3 separate regions of the Mus musculus genome follow, and all the other regions are linked to region 1. Evidence: chromatin contacts called from public HiChIP or PLAC-seq data. All regions are on one chromosome and are shown on one strand. Each heading gives the region's core, a stretch centred on a gene start, on an enhancer-like site or on the middle of the called end of the contact. The rest is flanking DNA. Distances are from core to core; before and after follow the strand shown.

Region 1 (3,209 bases), core at 622-3,121:
AGCTGCCCAGAAGAGCAGACACGCCGTTCTGCTCCCTCCCACCGCTGAGCATGGCAATGCCCAAGCCTTACATGGCTCAGAGTCTTGTCCTTTATGTGTCTGTGAAATATATGCAAAGGTAACCAAGGTACAAAAACACTAAAGGAGTTGTGTTTTCTGGTTTTATCCAGTCCCTCCCTACATTTAAAAAAGAGGAACTACTTCCTGTCACCTTCTCTCAGGAAGCTCCCCACTCCGTTTCACCCTACCCCACCCTTTCAGACTGACCCATGCAGCATAGATGTTGACCAGGAAGGAGGGTAGAAGGCCTTTGTGTTTCCAGGCTGGAGATTACAAGACTCCTCCTCCACAATCCCATGTCAGCTTTCCCTGACACATAGCAGAACTTCCAGCAGGGTATGGGAGCATGGGGCAATGGGGGCTCGTGCCACCATGAGTTTGGGCCAGCCTGGGCCGTACAGTGTGAGGTTCCCCCTCCCACACACCCCCAAATAAGGAAGAAAGAAAAATAAACCCTCCAAATGACACTAGCACAATCGGTTTATTCACAAATAAATAAATACACACCAGGCAAAGCTTGTGCCTGCTTCATCTTTAGAGCGTGTACCCTATTGGGCGCCTCCTTCCAAGGAGGGTTGGAATGGTACAGTCTGGATGAGGGCCAGCTCCCACCCCGGGATGCCCATGTTGGTATCACTGCCGCCTCTTCCAGGATCTACTCCCTCCGAAGGTGCCAAGACCAAAGGAAAAGTGTCTGTGCTCAGACAGGGTGACAATCATCCGTTGCATTGTCCCCTCCACTCTTCAGGCAGGCGGCCACTCCTGCGGCGGCGTCCAGGTTTCTAGAAGAGCCAGCATGTCGCTGCTGAAGAGCTGCAGGAAGAGTGAACAGCGCCACAATCAACACCTGCCCCAGGGTCAGGTCCGCGCTCATCCGCTCCACGCTCAAGGTTAAGCGAGCAAGCAAAGCGTCCTTAATCCCTGCCTGTCCAACTCCCACCCTGTTCGGACACCCAGGGCACACGGGGATGCGCCCAAGGGAGATCCTGAGTGCAGCAGAGAGGCTGGTCCGCGACGTGGGGCTGTGCGTCGCGCACCAACAGTAGGGGGCGCCACCTCGACAGTGTGGGGGAAGGGGTTACTAACCGGAGATGAGGGACTGGGCTCCATTTCCTGCCTTTCCTGGGATGCTGTTTCTGCGTACAGGAACGATGGGTCCCACGATTCTGCGGCGACTCGGGGTCTAGGGTAGGCAGGCGGGGATCCCCACGACACCCCGCTGCAGACGGCCGGGCTTAAACGGGGACCGAGCGACTGCGACTGCGCCAGGTCGCTGTCGGGGCACAGCGGGCAGCCTCGAGGTGACACCGCGTGCCGCTGTCGCCGGAGGTTGTCCTCGCTGAGTCCCAGCACAGCCGACAGGTGGCCAATGTAGCGGATGGCCAGGCGCAGCGTCTCGATCTTGGTCAGGTTCTGGCCGGTTGGTGCCACGGATGGCGGCAAGAAGCGGCGCAGCTCGTGCAGCGCGCGGGCGAGTGTGCGCATACGTAGCTTCTCCCGCTCGCTGGCGCTCTGCCGCTGTCCGCTACCCAGGCGGCTACCGTGCGTCCCGCGCCTACCCGGGGTCCCAGCACGCCGGGCCGGGCGGGCGCAGGGTGGTGCAGGGCTGCTGGCCTGGGCACCGTCCCACGGGTCCGAGGACCAGGCTGGGGAGCAGACGCTGTTCCCATCGGAAGGCATCGGTGGCTGCCGACCAGCGGGACTCAGGATCCAGGACTCGGAGCGCGGCTCGCACAGGGGCTGGGCCATGGCAGCGGAGGCCTGACCATTGGGTCCGCTGTAGCTTTATCCTGAGCCCTAGGTGTGAAGCGGGCCCCTTCCAGAATTCATCAGCATATCAAAGCCGGCTCGAGCCAGGAGGGGGGCAGGGCCTGAACCCTTTGAACCATAGCAGGGGCTCTGAGGTGCAGGACCCCTTAGTCCAGTCTGCTCCACCTGGACCATATTTGGGGCCTCAGTAAGTCAGGCACCTATGGCCAGGACTGCCAGTTGAAAGAACCATGCTCAGAGAACTGAAGTCTAGCTCCTAGGCTTAGGGTACACCTTCATTTATTAGGGACCCTACGCCATTTTTTTCCATCACTTTAATTTACAAATTGTATAACAAGAGACTTCGGGATTGCATTGGCCAACTGTGGACTAGGGACCTCTAGACACGGAGAGAACTCTAGTTCAGTCCTTCCCAGAGGCTTGGATGTGGCCTGTAGTCCTCCCTGATGTCCAGGCTATGGGAGGCACATTGAAGAAACCATCCCGACCGACCTGTGAGGTTGCTGGGGTGTCCGGGCAGGGGGAGAGGTGAGCCTGCCTCCCCACACTACAAGTCACTTCTAGTCTTGGCAAGATGGGGAGCTTGGTCCCCTTCCCAGCCCTCCCATGACTGGAGCTCTGCTGCTTTGGTCAGCTACAGTGAGTAAAAAGTCCTTTGACAAAACTCAACTCCTTGAGCTGGTGGCACACTTGGGAGGTGAAGGCAGGAGGGTCAGGAGTTCAAGGCCAGGCCTAGCTGTATATGGCCCAGGTTAACATGGGCTACATAAGATCCTGTGTTGGAAAAAACAAAACAAAACAAAACAAAACCCAAAAACCCTGAAAAGCAGAAACCTTCATCTGTCCCAATGGCAGTTTTATAATCTATTTCATAGGATGCTACCTGTTAGGTTCATAGGCTGCCTTTTATTTTTTAAAGATGTGTGTGTGTGTGTGTGTGTGTGTGTGTGTGTGTGTGTGTGTGTGCTGGTGCCCCCACACAGGCCAGAGGTGTCACGTTCCTTAGGATCGGGCCTTGCAGGCAATTGTAAGCTGCCTGAGGTGGCTTCTGGGAACAGAACCTTGGGTTCTTCAAGAGCAACATGTGCTCTTCTTAACTGCTGAGCCGTCTCTCCAGTGTTCTTCCTCCCACATCTTGAAACATGGTCTCATGTAGCCCAGGCTAGCCTCAAACTTACTCTAACCCAGCTGGCCTTTAGCTCCTGATCCTGCTGCCTCAGCTTACTGCAGTTGTGAGCCTGGCTGTTGAGGATGCCTGCTCTTACCATACCTGTTCAGTGTTGTACTGAATGAAGGGACTAGGTTGGAAAAATAAAGAGAAATAAATACAAATTGAGAGATTAAAGCAAACCTGTCCCCACTTATATGTGACATGCTTA
Region 2 (3,132 bases), core at 512-3,011, 76 kb after region 1:
TACACAGACATCACACATAACACACACACACACACACACACTAAAACAAAACAAAAAACAAAAATACCAAAAATCAAAAAATCCAAAGGGTGGTGGTGGCACACACCTGTAAACCCAGCATTTGAGAGGCAGAGTTCAAGGCCAGCCTGATCTACAGAGTGAGTTCCAGGACAGCCAGGGCTACACAGAGAAACCCTGTCTTGGAAAAAAGTGAACAAAGAAACAAACCATAACCAACAACAACAGAGAGAAAGGGAGTGGGGGTTGGGGAGGTAGAATTCTGAAGAGTCTGGTTAGAGTTCTTACTTAGCCCTGAGTCTCATCCTGGACCCAAATCAAACCAAACCAGTTCTTTCAACTAGTCTTTGGCCTGAACTCACATTGGACATTTGCAGTTCTGGCATTATGTAGTCGTGAATTACAGTCATGTTACAATAGGAAACACATTGAACGGGCCCAACGGGCCCTCCCTTTGCACTTGCTCCTGCCAAGCCGGCAGACAGTGCTCTCTCATCTCTAGGGACTAGTCAGCACGCTCTACTAATGAGATCACACCACTCGGAACCAACCCTATGTGTCGGGCTGCCTCGCTCCTGAGTTAGTTTAGATTTGACTCAAACACACAGAACCCCTGGCGCAGTGTGTGATGCCGCCCTCGAGACCCCTGCATCCGCTAGGGGAGGCTTGTCGGGCCCCAGCTGTGGGGATCCACCAGAGGAGACTGCTTGGATTCAAGGTTTTGAGCCAATAGAAAGTCTTTATTAGCTAGCTGGGTGTTGGGGAGCCAGTGTAGCTCCAAGCCCCTATCAGGGCAGCCATTTGAGCACAAAAGCCATGTTCTGGGTTGACTAACAGTTAGAAGTGGAACTACAGAAGCTAAGGGGCAAGGTGAGTCCATTCAGAGACTTCCCAGAACGACAGGATTTGACGGAGTGGGTCTTTGTTCTCGTTTTTTTTGGCAGGCGGTGCTGTCTGCGTGTTGTTTTACGGCCTGAGTGGTACTTCCAGCCCTGAGGTGGTTATGCTAAGGTCTTAGGGCCTCCTAAGGTCTGGCACCCTGTTTCTCAGTAACCAACAGCCTTACAACGTGGTGGTTCCTTTCTTGTTCACATTCCATGCTGTCATAAGCTGGCTGCAGTTTTGTGCCAAGTCACCTGCATTCCAGGACCCAGGTTGAAGGAACAACCCTTATCTGGGGAATGGCTCCCTGCCAGACAGAGGTAGAATGATCCCCATTGCACAGTGCTATGACCCCGCAGGTGTCTTCTGTGAGCTGGCACACCTCTAGTATGTACACCAGTCACTAATGAAAGCAGTCACTCGCAAGAAGTAGTCTAGCCTGGTGTCAAAACGTTGGCTATCCCATTCTCCCCTGGAGTAGAATTCTGACCAGCTTGTTTCAGCTGCCTGCCCCATCCCCACGATTAGTTCTTAGCCTTCCTTCCCTGGGTTGAGACGATGACACACTGTCTGCTTCACACCATTCTGGGCTGCCTCTTCCCTGACAGGGCCTGGGTCAGTTGGACTACCTAAGACCATCTTTGGCCAAGGCCTACTCTGTACACCCATTCCAAGGCAATCTCCTCCCTCACACTTCCCAAAGCCCTGGAGTTCTGTAGCTGGAAATGCAAGCAGACCTGGAAGCCATTGGAGATGGATCCCTTCCCTCCCGTTTCCCTGGTAACATTAGGAAGGAAGTCTCTTAGGATTTAAATTACCACTGGGTGGGGCATCTGGGCTTTGTAGAGTCAAGAACTCAACAAAGGAGAACTACTACTTCCTGATTCTTTCTTCTAACAAAGAAAGGAGTTTTACCTCCAGCCCTGGGTAGGGACCTCATATCCCTCCCTGGGGATGGTGGCTGGCAGGACTTCCTTTCTGTATCCTTTCCACGGAGTCCTAACACAGAAAAGAGCAAGTTCTCTTCCATCCCACACCCTCTCTCTCTTACATACTGGCCAGGAACTGGACCATGCTTTCTCTGCCACTCTGGGCTCTTTTTACCTTTTCACAAAGCCCCACCCCCACACTTTTCCCACCCACGTGATTGTTTGCACATCGCCGTTGCAAACCCCCCTCCCCCTTCACTCTTCTTTTCCTTCGGCTTCCTCCTCCAGGCAGCTCTATAATTTTCTTCCAAACTCCAATAAAATTGTCCTCAAGCTTCCTTGCTGGTCTGTATTTAAATTCTTTTATCACAAGACTAAGAAACCAAGAAGGAAAATTTAGTTTCCCTGGTAACTAGGGACTCCCATTCTATGGCCACAGAGTCTTCTAACCTGAGCTTGTGTGAGCAGGCTGTGTAAGCAGCAGTCTGCCATAGGCCAGGTTCTTCCTGGGCACTGCTTTCCCTGTGCCCTTGCCAGGCTTCCAGAACTCCCAGCCGCAACCCCCCCCCCCCCCACAACTCTCACAGCCTCGGCTTTCTCTCTTCGCAACCTTGGGGTGGACACTCGGTCCTGCTTGGGTACTGTCTGCCTGTGAGCAGGCCCCTGTTACTTGCAGGTCACCAAGGTCTTGCCTGCTCTTCCCTTGACCTCGATCTACACCATGACACTTTCCAAGTCCTGCCAATTCGAGCTCTACAGTGTGCTACAAGTCTGCTCCATGTCTGTCCCCACTGTCCCACTCGGATCTAGCCTGGGTCACCACAAATGCTCTCCCAGTTGGGCTCTGAGGCATCTTTTCTTTCCCTCTTCATCCACACTCTGCTCAAAAGTCAAGAATAAAAATAAAAACAAGCCGGGCGGTGGTGGTGCACACCTTTAATCCCAACACTTGGGAGGCAGAGGCAGGTGGATTTCTGAGTTCGAGACCAGCCTGGTCTACAGAGTGAGTTCCAGCACAGCCAGGGCTACACAGAGAAACCCTGTCTCAAACAAACAAATAAAAACAAAATAAAACCAGAATTAAACGTTGTGGTGCATGACTATAATCCCAGCATTTGGGAGGCAGGGGTTTGAGGCCAGCAGGGGTGGGGGTGGGGGTGGGTGGGGTGGGGGGTTGCCGGGTGAGAGCTCAAGGCCCTGTGAGACTTAGCCAGACTCAGCTTTCCTTTCCCTCCAAGCCTCCCTTGCTGCCTCAGGCCTGCTCTCCATCTTTGGGGATCTTAGTCTGTGCTAAGTGTCTGCA
Region 3 (3,253 bases), core at 613-3,112, 97 kb after region 1:
AAGTATAGACAACGGAGGAACAGTGGTTTTCCCCGGCAAAGGGCACACCCGTTGCTTGTCCAGTGCCAAATGATCAGTAGTGAGAACACGAGAGAACACGAGTCACGCTGCACAGACTGAGCAGTTATATTTGGGTATATGTACATACAGATACGTACATGCACACAATAACATATGTACATACAGATACGTACATGCACACAATAACAACTATTGAAAGAAGAGGCCAGGAATTTGAAGTAGAGTGGGGGAAGGGTAAATGGAAGGGTTTAAAGAGAAGAAAGGGAAGGGAGAAATTATAATTGCAAAAATAAAAAGCAAGCAAGAAAAGATGAGACTAGAGGAAAGCAAAAAGCGTGCACTCTGAGCACAAATCATCACTAAACTGGGCCTTCTCTCGGCCCAGTGAGCATTTACCACTATGATATTGTCAAATATCCTCACAAGTGCTTATTGGGGTTTAAGTAAGAAGTGTCACTTGGTTTCTAAGCTCTTGGCCAATCCAATGGCCCTCTGACCCGGAAATACTCACAAGAGGGGAAGAGTTTACCTGAACATAAGGTTTAAGACAGCCCCAAGGTTCCAAGAGAGCAATCTGATATGAGAATGTAGGTGAGAGATGCATCTGAAATCTTAAGAGTTTGTACAGCAGCAGGGAGCAGCTGGGGTTTCCTGAGTTTGATGGACATAAATCTATGGCCACACTTTAATGAGTGAAAACTGGTATTTATAGTTCTACACAACTTAAATTTTTTTCTCTTGAAACCTCTATCTCACAATTGCCAAAAGTAAGAGTGATTTTCAGCTAACTTGCCAGGCGCTCTACAAATCCTCTGCCCTGTTTTGCTATGCCGCTGCTCTGCTCTCATTCTAACTCCCACTCAAATATCTGTATATCCTCAGTTTTTCTTTATCTTTTTTTGTTTTTTGTGTTTTTTTGTTTTGTTTTGTTTTTGAGACAGGGTTTCTCTGCATAGCCCTGGCTGTCCTGGAACTCACTCTGTAGACCAACATATGCTCAGCATGCTGAAGGACCTGGGTCTGATCCTCAGCACAAAAGGAACAGGGCTGTCCACCTGCTGCCATCTCCCAGTAGAAAGAAAGCACTTTCCCAAATGAGAGCTAGGGTCTGTAATGCTGTCGACTGCTGAGATTTGCCAATTCCCACACTTTGCAGCCTTCAACTCATCTTGCATGGTGACCTTGCTAAATAGTTCTGTGAAAATCAAAACCATTCTTCCAGGTTTGGGGTTCTGACTGCCTAGGACTGGGCCACCTAAGTCAAGGACATTGAGGACCTGTGCTGATGGGAGTCAGCGTCTCCCTGGTGATCTGGCTGAGCGTCTACTGAGACACTAAGCCAGGGCACTGCGGTACTGTTCTCTGCAGGTCTCTTGTCTAACGTGACCGTTTGAGGTTGCACGTTAGGTCTCCTGCGGGTGCCCAGAGCAGTGCTTACAAAGCATTAGCTCACAGCTGCTGGGGAAAGCAGAGTCCAGTACTAGGCTGAGGTGACACAGCTTGTTGATCTGGCATGGCCTCCAAACTTGGCCCTCTGAAACTCCACGTCAGATAAAACAGATTAAAATGAGCCTGGTAGCGTCTCAACAAGATTGACAAGAGTACACCAGGAAGGACACAGATGCCACTTCAAAGTTACAGAAACTGGGCTGTGGAGTTTTTGAGGGTGGAGACAAGTCAGTTTCAATAGCCTTTCCCAAGGACACAAAGCCCAGACCTCCAAGGGTCCCTCCCATCCCTGGGATGAATCAAAGAACATTCTGCCTCTACCTTTGTCAGCAATCACTACCACTGGGAGCAAACTGTCTAAGAAGAGGAAGGGCGGGGTAAAGCCCTGAAGTCAGGCTTCTCCTCTAGTGGAGCAGTCTTCAAACCTGAACTTGGCCATGCTCCAAAGCTGAAGCAGTCAACCTCGCACACCTTCGCCAATAAATACAGAACGTGAAGCTTGAGGAGTCAGCGTCAATCCCAAATGTAGTGCCTCAGAACACCTCCAGAGCTGACTCCACAACACAGGGCAGCTCTCGGGGGATGGGGGGGGTGCTGGACCCCACCCTGGAGGCTTTGGGGCAGGGAGGGTAGGCAACATCTCTTGGACACTATCAGCCCATTAGCCATACCACAGCCTTAGCTTGCTGACAGCCACAGAAACCTCTAGACTAGAGTAATTTCAATTCCTCATCGGATTAAAATCTTACAAGACAGAGGCACACACTCCTGCCTGGCCATTGAGGAGATAGAATCAATAAAATACTAACCAAATATAAAAGAACACGGTCACTCTGACAATCAGGGCACCAAGTTCACAACACTCATGCTTTAACAAGGAATTCCTAATCATCTACAAACCAAGCTTACAAAGTAACTGGGGGGTGGGGGGCTGGAGAGATAGTTCAGCTGTTAAGAGCACCGATTGCACTTCCAGAGGTCCTGAGTTCAATTCCTAGCAATCACATGGTGGCTCACAACCATCTGTAATGAGATCTGATGCCCTTTTCTGGTGTGTGTCATATAAAAAAAAAAAAAAAACATCAAAAAAAAAAGTAACTACAAAAAAAGCCAAGGATAGATAGCATTTTCTATCCCCTCGGGTTAGATTGCTTGAGTAAATTCTATGAAAAGTCTTCAGAGAGTAAGTAGGAAAGAGATTCTTGGGGGAGAGGGTGGGTCATTTTTTGTCTGCTAGATGGTATGTGCTCTGAAAGAACCAGAATGGACTCAGCACAGACTAGGGAAGAGAAATGACCTTGGCTTAGGGTCAGATTCTAGTTCTCATATATTCCACGTAAAAAAAGAAACGGAGAGTGCAAAGGCAGAACTATGCCCTAGAGACCTGGGAGTGGGCCTTTTTCTCTCTTGACTACTCTCATTCTGGAACCTAGTATTTTGCAGCATCTCAAGACACGCGGAGCACTGCTGTTCTTGGGCCTGTGAACTGCCTTGTGATTCTGTGCCAAAAGTAAGTGTGATAATCAGACCTGACCTCTGTTGGTGGCTTGTACCCTCCTCTCCCTAAATGGTGTGACTGTTGTGGGGTTAGAGGCAGAATATTCTTTGACTTGATTGAGATATGAACCAGGGCTGGAGGTCCTGGCACCCAGTGTTCTTGGGAAGGGCTTGTCTCCACCCTCAGCATAGGGATTACTGCAATGCACAGCGTGGAGGGCATAAGGAGGAAGGCATACTTGGTTCCACCTGGGAACTAGGGAGATAGATAGAGCAGTGCAGGAGA

The links. HiChIP or PLAC-seq counts read pairs in DNA pulled down with a chosen protein or histone mark.
Region 2: a contact with region 1 is called in an H3K27ac HiChIP or PLAC-seq map of embryonic stem cells, with 14 read pairs. The contact joins the enhancer-like site here to the promoter of Mesp1 in region 1. A contact is called at or near these places in 6 of 39 promoter capture datasets (cranial neural crest, embryonic stem cells, epiblast stem cells and 2 more), 2 of 15 datasets of contacts at CTCF or cohesin (both in the NIH/3T3 cell line), 8 of 484 Hi-C or Micro-C datasets (bone marrow-derived macrophages, embryonic stem cells, hematopoietic stem and progenitor cells and 3 more), 7 of 115 datasets of contacts at active chromatin or transcription factors (bone marrow-derived macrophages and embryonic stem cells) and 4 of 9 other capture datasets (adipose tissue, embryonic stem cells, liver and 1 more).
Region 3: an H3K4me3 HiChIP or PLAC-seq map of embryonic stem cells shows a contact between it and region 1, with 57 read pairs. The contact joins the enhancer-like site here to the promoter of Mesp1 in region 1. A contact is called at or near these places in 25 of 39 promoter capture datasets (the 3T3-L1 cell line, 3T3-L1-derived adipocytes, the C10 cell line and 15 more), 2 of 15 datasets of contacts at CTCF or cohesin (the NIH/3T3 cell line and large pre-B cells), 54 of 484 Hi-C or Micro-C datasets (the 3T3-L1 cell line, 3T3-L1-derived adipocytes, the AML12 cell line and 36 more), 25 of 115 datasets of contacts at active chromatin or transcription factors (bone marrow-derived dendritic cells, craniofacial prominence, embryonic fibroblasts and 14 more) and 4 of 9 other capture datasets (adipose tissue, embryonic stem cells, liver and 1 more).

What each region holds. Positions count from the first base shown.
Region 1 is chr7:79,791,719-79,794,927 of GRCm38.p6, forward strand. Mesp1 (mesoderm posterior 1) reads right to left here and starts at 1,872. Exons shown (of 2, transcript NM_008588.2): 1 at 1,147-1,872; 2 at 523-873. The coding sequence starts at 1,809. The coding sequence ends at 805.
Region 2 is chr7:79,867,545-79,870,676 of GRCm38.p6, forward strand. No RefSeq gene overlaps it. Among named protein-coding and RNA genes, the nearest start is that of Anpep, 21 kb to the left of the region's middle. Within about 2 kb of position 1,762, at least 44 of the 459 cell types and tissues checked have an H3K27ac peak or open chromatin away from gene starts, as enhancers often do. A contact at or near this core is called in adipose tissue, bone marrow-derived macrophages, embryonic stem cells and 1 more, where this site is marked.
Region 3 is chr7:79,889,124-79,892,376 of GRCm38.p6, forward strand. The region is part of intron 4 of Ap3s2 (adaptor-related protein complex 3, sigma 2 subunit); the gene reads right to left. Among named protein-coding and RNA genes, the nearest start is that of Ap3s2, 30 kb to the right of the region's middle. Within about 2 kb of position 1,863, at least 20 of the 459 cell types and tissues checked have an H3K27ac peak or open chromatin away from gene starts, as enhancers often do. A contact at or near this core is called in adipose tissue, colon epithelium, conventional type 1 dendritic cells and 3 more, where this site is marked.